Linked DNA regions of Arabidopsis thaliana: region 2 is linked to region 1. A link is a contact called in public capture Hi-C data. All regions are on one chromosome and are shown on one strand. The core of a region is the stretch at or near the end of the contact, and the rest is flanking DNA. Distances in the headings are between cores, read along the strand shown.

Evidence for each region. Capture Hi-C pulls out chosen DNA fragments and counts their contacts.
Region 2: a contact with region 1 is called in a capture Hi-C map of seedling, with 2.1 times the contacts expected there. A contact is called at or near these places in 2 of 26 Hi-C or Micro-C datasets (rosette leaf and vegetative nucleus) and 1 of 3 other capture datasets (seedling).

Annotation. Positions count from the first base shown.
Region 1 is chr1:6,036,920-6,040,874 of TAIR10.1, forward strand. It overlaps MYA1 (myosin 1), which reads left to right and starts at 2,331. Exons shown (of 38, transcript NM_101620.3): 1 at 2,331-2,536; 2 at 2,916-3,041; 3 at 3,660-3,797; 4 at 3,905-3,955. The coding sequence starts at 2,534. HLL (Ribosomal protein L14p/L23e family protein) reads right to left here and starts at 1,779. Exons shown (of 3, transcript NM_101619.2): 1 at 1,622-1,779; 2 at 1,286-1,377; 3 at 488-1,180. The coding sequence starts at 1,655. The coding sequence ends at 716. AT1G17570 (a tRNA gene) reads left to right here and starts at 1,838; the gene lies at 1,838-1,919. It overlaps HAB2 (homology to ABI2), which reads left to right. Exons shown (of 4, transcript NM_101618.3): 4 at 1-479. The coding sequence ends at 20.
Region 2 is chr1:6,086,579-6,090,791 of TAIR10.1, forward strand. NOF1 (U3 small nucleolar RNA-associated protein) reads right to left here and starts at 1,803. Exons shown (of 24, transcript NM_101631.2): 1 at 1,459-1,803; 2 at 1,223-1,352; 3 at 840-964; 4 at 516-675; 5 at 271-415; 6 at 50-173. The coding sequence starts at 1,579. PRA1.F1 (prenylated RAB acceptor 1.F1) reads left to right here and starts at 2,882. Exons shown (of 1, transcript NM_101632.4): 1 at 2,882-3,761. The coding sequence starts at 3,010. The coding sequence ends at 3,552. It overlaps PEPC1 (Pyridoxal phosphate phosphatase-related protein), which reads right to left. Exons shown (of 4, transcript NM_101633.4): 4 at 3,827-4,213. The coding sequence ends at 4,185.

The sequences.
Region 1 (3,955 bases), core at 1,081-3,580:
AGTTCAAGACCAGATCTTGAAACAGTGTATGCTCGAGCTCTTACACTATTATAATTTTATTATTTCTTATTTATTGAAAAAATTTCCACAAGTTTACATAAAAATAAGAAGTGAAATGTTGGGGGGAAGAAGAATTAAGACCTTGATGCATAGCTGAAGTCCATTCCTTTTTCTCATGGACTTGAATGTGTATGTTTGTTATGTATAAGAAGAATAGAGAAGAAATGTTTTTACTTTGGAGTCTTGTAGGTGGATATGTTGTTGTAATATTGGAGATGTGGCTTAAGGAATTGTAACTGAAATTTATGTCACATTCACCTTAATACTTTTCTGTAATCTATTATATATAAATACTTGTTGTGAAAGAGTTATTATTGTCTTTTCTATTGTTATTGTTATACAACAGGTAATATTGATTCCAAAGTGTTTAATGAGGGATGCTGTATCAAACATGAAAACTAAGTGAAGGGTTTGGAGAAGGATGGTTGTTTAAAGCTATTTCCCCTGCTTTTTTTACTAAGAGAGTAGAGTTTAACAATTAAAAGAAACCTAAATAAGAGATCATAATTGGTACGTTAAGGTTTCATAATTCATTAGAATTAACAAAAATAATGAGTTGGATAGTTGAAGAATCAACAGAAACCCAAGTGATGAATGGATCAAAGAGAGTCACATAAAGGAGATCATAACTGATGTTTTAGTGTGGTGTATTGTCTCAAACAATGTGCTGAGCCAAAGAAAGGATCTTGAGCTGTTTCCTGAGGCGCATCTCGTGCGGGACAGGACCAAACACTCGGGTACCAGTCGGTTGGTTGTACTCCATTTTCCTCTTGGAACCATGTGAATTATTCTGCCCTTTCTTTTCCTTAATGCCAACAACTACAATGGCATTGTCATCAAACTTGACTTGGCTTCCATCAGCACGTCCTTTAGGCATCGCAGCACGCACAACCACACCGTACACGACCATCCCTTTCTTCACTTTACCTTTTGGGATAGCGTCTTTCTTTACTTTTTTTTGAACAATTGGGTTAGCTTCTTTCACTGAACCAACAATGATATCGCCAAGTCTTGCTCCTTTCTTACCTCTCAGGGATTGAATGCACATCACCTCTTTAGCACACGAGTTATCCACGCATTTGAGAATCGTCCCCATTTGAATGAATGTCCTATGTTGTTGCTGTGAATTGGAAATCATCAGGACACACAATTCACAGGTTATACCCCACGAATGCATATGAAGAAAGTTTCATCAAGGACGTATATTTGCGAAAAGAGGCTTGACCTGAGAGAGGATGCTTCCATTCATCATTCCATTGGAGGAGGAATTCATCAAACCAGAGAAAGCATTGCAAAGACCTCCAAGCAATGAACGTCCTACTCATATTGTCGATGAATCATATAACGACATCACCAACAATTAGTGACATTCACAACAAGAACAAAAAAGTTTTAATCTTGAGTCTGCATTTCATGAACCAAAGCAAAGTCCATGACATATCACAAACCCAAAAACTCAAAGCTCATTTCGAAACTTATACTAAATCAATGTTGCAAAAAATCTAATTTTTAAAGAACCAAACTTTATCGAATATAATAATATTAAGAGATGAAAATGTACCTTTGGAGAGCTTGGAAGCTAAAGCTGTCGCCATTTCTGCAATTCAAAAGTTTCGATCTTTAGTGTCGCAGAGAGTGAATGAATCTTGCGATTGCACAAAGACACCAGATTTAGGGTTTAACGTCACACACTCGCTGTCGCAGCGATCATTTGGGCTTGTAATGATTTTACTCATGGATTAAATTATATAGTAAAAAAGTGGTGACGTTGTCAAAAGTAGGCGTGCCGGAGTGGTTATCGGGCATGACTAGAAATCATGTGGGCTTTGCCCGCGCAGGTTCGAATCCTGCCGCCTACGTTTTTCCTTTTTTTTCGTATTTACCTTATTTTCCTACATTTTAAAACCAGGGGCCATAACATTTTTTCCACATGTACTATAACATTTGTTTATCACAAAATCTGAAATTCTTAATTAACAAAAATAAACAATGGTGATGCCCTAATAACAAACATTTCTTTCTTCTTTTTTTTTGCTACGAACTTTTTACTTTTGTTGATTGTTCATGCATTTACAAAGACAAAATCCAAAGTTTCTTAATGTTATGAAAAATTCCTAAATCAAGAAGTTAAACGGCTGAGAAGAGGTTGATCAAGTGGAACAATTCACCGATGCCGTCCATTTTGAAGCTAGCACTGGGACCCACTAGTAATCTGTATCAGACAAGAGACAAAATAAAACCCCCCAAATGGCTTCTCCAAGCGGAGCTCCAACGAAACGCCTTTTTTTTTGAAACTCTCCACCGCGATAAGAGAGAGAGATTACCAAATTCTCACCGGAGAAGAAAAAAGGGCTTTCCTTTCCTGAGATTTCCGGTGAAAAGTCATTGACTTTATCACTCTCAAGTCTCTCCACAAGTTGATTGATTCTGCTCTAATCTCCTCATCTGGGGTCTTTCCCCTCTTGCTATTCAAATGGTAAATTCAAATATATCTCTATACCATTTTATGTTTCTAAGAGATATCTCGGTCTCTTTGCTCAACTGTTTATTTGAAAACTGAAAACCTTGCTTGTTTGTTTCGTTAATGTTGTTGTTGCGTTTGCTTGCTTTACCCCTTTTTGTTTCCTGTATGGAGACGCTAATTCTTGATCTATGGTTGTTTTTACTTCTGAAAGGTTTTGGTTTGACTATGTCTAGCTCAGTTCTAGAAGCTTGCTCTTTGCCTGAATTAAAATCTCGTTTATATAATTTTGCCTAAAGCTGTAAAATAGATGTTATGTGCCCCTTGAACCTGTAAACTCTTTTAGAGGCAATGTATGTTTTTGATGTTGTTAAATGAAATGCAATGGTTGCAGGCTGCTCCAGTCATAATTGTGGGTTCACATGTGTGGGTTGAAGATCCACATTTGGCATGGATAGATGGAGAAGTTACTCGAATAGATGGTATAAACGTTCATGTCAAAACCAAGAAGGGGAAAACCGTAAGTTTCTATAAGGTTACATCTTTATTATTTTACTTCAATCAATGAGCTTGTACGTGGCCTCGACCTTTGGGTTTAGGCTAAAAAAGAGTAGGAATAAGTCCGTTGATAAATTTAGATGTCGATTAATGTTACGTTTTATCTTGGAATGGGATACTGTCATAGTCCCGTTATATCCCTAGATCGGCAGGTTTTTACCTTCTGCATTCAAGGTAGATGTAGGTTATTGTGCTTTTAGTGTTTTGATCAAACCAAGTAACATAATAAATAGAGAAAAATACCTTCAAAGAACGTTTTTGGTATTTACTGAATGTCTTAAGGCAAGTTTATACTCAGAAATATGGAGTGCATAAAATGAAGCTTTCAGGCTTTCTAGTCGGCAGTTATCTTGATATGTTGTGAGAGCTAATTTTATTGAAACCGTTACACGTGATAGGGAAACAGCTTAATGTGATAAGATGCAGCATGAGACGTAAAAACATGATTTACGTTGTCATTTTATATGTTGTTGCACATGATATATTTTCATGATAAGTTCTTTGCTGTCAAGTATAGATGTTCACACTTCCTTGTTGGCCATGGTTCTCCTCACATATCCCCATGTTGTATGGATTTCAGGTTGTGACAAACGTATATTTTCCCAAGGATACTGAAGCTCCATCTGGAGGTGTAGATGACATGACAAAACTTTCATACTTGCATGAGCCTGGAGTCTTACGAAACCTTGAGACAAGATATGAACTTAATGAAATATACGTAAGATATTTTATCCTTTTTTTCTAACATCTCTTACTTTTTGTTGCTGCAAAGGAAATCATTTGGTATAAGCTATGATACTAATAAGTTTTGTGTTACTTCTGTAGACATATACAGGGAATATCCTAATTGCAGTTAATCCATTCCAAAGGCTGCCT
Region 2 (4,213 bases), core at 553-3,052, 49 kb after region 1:
AAAGTAGAAAGAATCCAGAGATAGGAAAATCCCGGAATCTAATACGTACAAATAGAGAAGAATTTTCTCCTCTTAGATGAGTCCAAATCTTTGCCTCCACATTTTTTGTACAATTGCAGCCAGTGATTATATAACTTCGGCTTGAGGCCGTAAGGTGCATCACTCTGAATACCCTGCAAAATATAAACAAATGGTGCTACTGGTAAACTACTAGGTTTGGAGGCAGACTTCGCGACCATATTTTCTGAGGAAAGGTTACAGAACACATACATCAAGAAAATTTTCACTCGTTCCTTTCCATTTGCAATTTGGCATGTCAAAGGCAGGTGATTCCCATTTAAACTTCCACTTGCCTTTTGGTAAAGTTTCCACTTCTTCACTGGATAATTTGTGGCTAAGGTGCTCACTAAATGCACTGAACAATAAATGTGTGAATAAAAGAGTTGTATTGGATAAACGAGCACATCAAACTGTAAATAAATGTTTGCAGACACCACCATCTGAATCAAATTTACCTAATAGATGAAGAAGCATCTACAAAGGATTGGCCATTGGTACTCAACTCATGCACCTCCTCATCCGTTTCATAGTCGTCAGGATCTTCTTCCTCACTCTGATTATCATTGTCTTCCTGCGTGTCGTCCGTAAGACCTCCGAGAGTTTCCTGATCATCCCCTTAAATATACAAACAGAAGCATAGGTGAAATCAAAAGGCTGAACAACGATGCAACTATTGCAAGAATACTTAAGAGCCAATAATGAAGTTTACAGGAGTATGCTAAGTCTAAGCACAATAGAAACTAGTAATAACTTGCAAAACTAGATAAGGAAAAACTAACCTTGACTCTTATCATCCTCCCCATCAGTAGAGCTTAAATCGTCAGACCCACTGTTTTCCTCCTCATCCTCATCTTCATCGTCCTCATCTTCTTCTGTGTCACTTTTACCTTCTTCCTCTCTCTGCCTGTAAAAAAGATTTGAAGATTCACTACCTCCCTCACAACCAATATATGCCAAGAAACTTGTTACATATAATCAACACAATCTTAAAAGAATAAAATTTGAAGATTTAAAGGACATAGTAGTTAGTTCCACATCGGAACAAGTATATCGAATCTAAATGATTGACATAATTCCGAGTCATACAAAGAGTCAAAGACTTCCAAATAAACCAAAAACTGAAGACTTGAACTTGTTAAAACAAACGACATTGTAAAGATACCTTCTTTTGTTCATATCAGCAACAACCTTGTTAGATGAACCAAGAGACACCAGCAAATTTTGGTACTGTGTCGGTTCTCTGTAAACCATTGCTTCCGATTCAGCCTCTATAGAGGATTCTTCAGGTGAATCTAACGATAAAATAACACAAAAAGAGTTTAATATTGAGCACCACTTAATTTGTTGGACACACAATCTGTAATCTCTTGCACAATTAACAAAGAAGAGCTAACAAACCTGTTGAAGGATTGGAAACAATCGTCTTTTCAACATGTTTGTGCTTCTTCGTATCTCGTTTCTTATCGAATTTCTCATGGGACCTGTGCCTCTTCAAGACTCCAGTAGCGTTTGGAGCCATCTTAGGGAAGTTAACTGGTGCAGAGAAAGAGATTATAGGAGATGTTGAGCCTTGTCGCTTGCTTGACGGCGTTGACAACGGAGTTTAGATTTTAGCTGTCAGAAAAAACTGCCTCAAAACGAAGTTCGTAGGTTTGGTCTGAAAAATAAAGCGGCGGCCGAGCAGATTAAAACCCAAAGTCATAACGGAGAAGATGATGATACGATGTTACTAGTACACGTCGGTTTATTAGTTATTGAATGGGCCTTGCAATAGGCCCAATATATTTAACGCTTTCCTTTTCTGGTTTCCTATTATTTTTTTGTCATCTCTACCCAAAACTTAGCTTACGCTATACAAGAGTACTAAAATGGTAAAATTCAAGAGCGATACGCAGGTGCTAATGTAGAATGACTACATGTAAAATAATTGAACTAAATATGATAAATCTCCTGACCTTACGGCCAGTTTTCATACACTCACATCTGAAACCAAACATCATAATCCATACAATTACTTATCAAGAGCCTATACCTTTCTACAAAGATTTGTATGTATCATACACTGAATGAGATTTATCATTTTTAGTACATATATGACTCATATATGTATTATTTATTGGTTAATAATAAAAAGATTCAGAATTCAAGGTTTCCAAGTTGGAGTGGTGGGCTTAAAGGAGAGCCATGTTCATTTTTTCAATAATTGCAAGAAAAAATAACTTGGGCAGGCAAGTCTCATCTCTTTCTGGTCTGGCCTTTCATGAGTTTTGCAGTTTTCTCCTCGTTCTCTTCTTATTACAGTTCCCATCTGGCACCTTCTCATTGGTGTCACCTCTTTTCAGTTTTAAATTTAGACAACGCCAACGTGGCCTGTTCTTCCTCCCGTTGGCCCCTTTCACCTCGTCGTTTTGTAACTCTAGACACACTTATTCTTATATACTGTATATTGTGGTTTTTTCTCACGTCGTTTTTATGACTCTGTTAATTCCCTCACGTTTTATCTTATAGATAAGAACATCAATATCGATTAGCAAGCCAATCCAATACATTTTACAAATGATAAACAAAAATGGCAATAACATGTGCGACGTGAATAACACAATCAGTTTGAAAATTAAAAAACGAGTGCGAAGAAGTGAAACATTAGTTTGGAAATGAAATCTAAATTAAAGTCAGTCATGACTCATGACTCATGTGGATGTGTTCTGATTCTGAACAATTGGATTCAAAAGTGTGTCCCGTAATTTTAGGTATTTTCAATGTTATCCCATATTTCACATTTTTATATACTATACAAGATGTTCAAATTTTTTTTTTTGTTATAGCAAATACAAAACTCTATAAAACCTCTCAGTCATGTAATGCTTTTCTCTTCACATACCACAAACACATCACACTTATAGCAAAAATAATTAATCTCTCTCCCATATCACGAAGGAGAAAAACAATATGACAACATATGGCACCAATCAGAAGTCGTCTAACGACTTAGCCCCCAAGCTGGAGTACATCACCCGTGGCATCAACCAACACAAAAGATCCGGCCTCGCCACGCGCCGCCCTTGGAAGCAAATGCTAGACCTCGGTTCCTTCAACTTCCCCCGCAAACTAGCCACCGTGATCACTAGAATCAGAGCCAACACGGTCTATTTCCAGACCAATTACACCATTGTCGTCCTCTTCTCCGTATTTCTCAGCCTGATTTGGAATCCCTTCTCCCTCTTAGTTCTACTCGCCCTACTCGGTGCATGGCTCTTCCTCTACTTCCTCCGTGATGAACCGCTCACTGTTTTTGACCGCGAGATTGACCACCGTATCGTACTTATAATCATGTCTGTTATCACTCTTTCCATCCTTTTTTTAACTGATGCGAAGCTCAATATCGCGGTGGCCATCGTGGCAGGTGCCTTGGCTGTGTTGTCTCATGCAGCTGTTAGGAAAACTGAAGATCTTTTCCAAACCGACGAAGAAACCAGTCTTTTAAATCCGTAAAAAGTTTAATATCAACTGTTAGACTATTTCAAATTATGGCTACGATTGTTTATTTTGCGTTTAGATTTGATTTTCAATGTTACGGTAACTAAATATTCATAACCATGATTGTTTACTAGCGTTTTCACGTTTTGTTTGTGTTTCACCATTTTATAGTGACTAAAGATATATAACATGGAAACACATGGGAAGAAGCATTTAAAATTTAGCCACTAAAACGTGATTAACAAGTTACCGAATTTACGTCCCACTTAAACCTGAATTTATTTATAAATGTGTGTGCGAAATTGATCAACATGCAAACAGGTTAATCCAATGCGGAATGGGTTTACATGCTTAACTTATACCATCCTTTACATTCTCTTTATAATTGGATGGATCACTAGAGTAATATTATGCTATTATTCATTATCGAAGAACAAGAGACTTAATTAAAGAAGTGATACGAAAAATGAGCCCATTAAGCTTCCGTGGTAGCTAGACGCTCCTCCGAAGGAGATCCCTTAATTACGTATACAAAAAAAAGAAATCACTTAACGTGCATGAACCATTCATCTTTAGACATCTTACATAATTGCATGAAGAATATCTCGAATACAAAACAAAAATCTTCAATTTCTTGTTTTCATCAATCACTTGACCAAATTTAAAGGAACTTGAA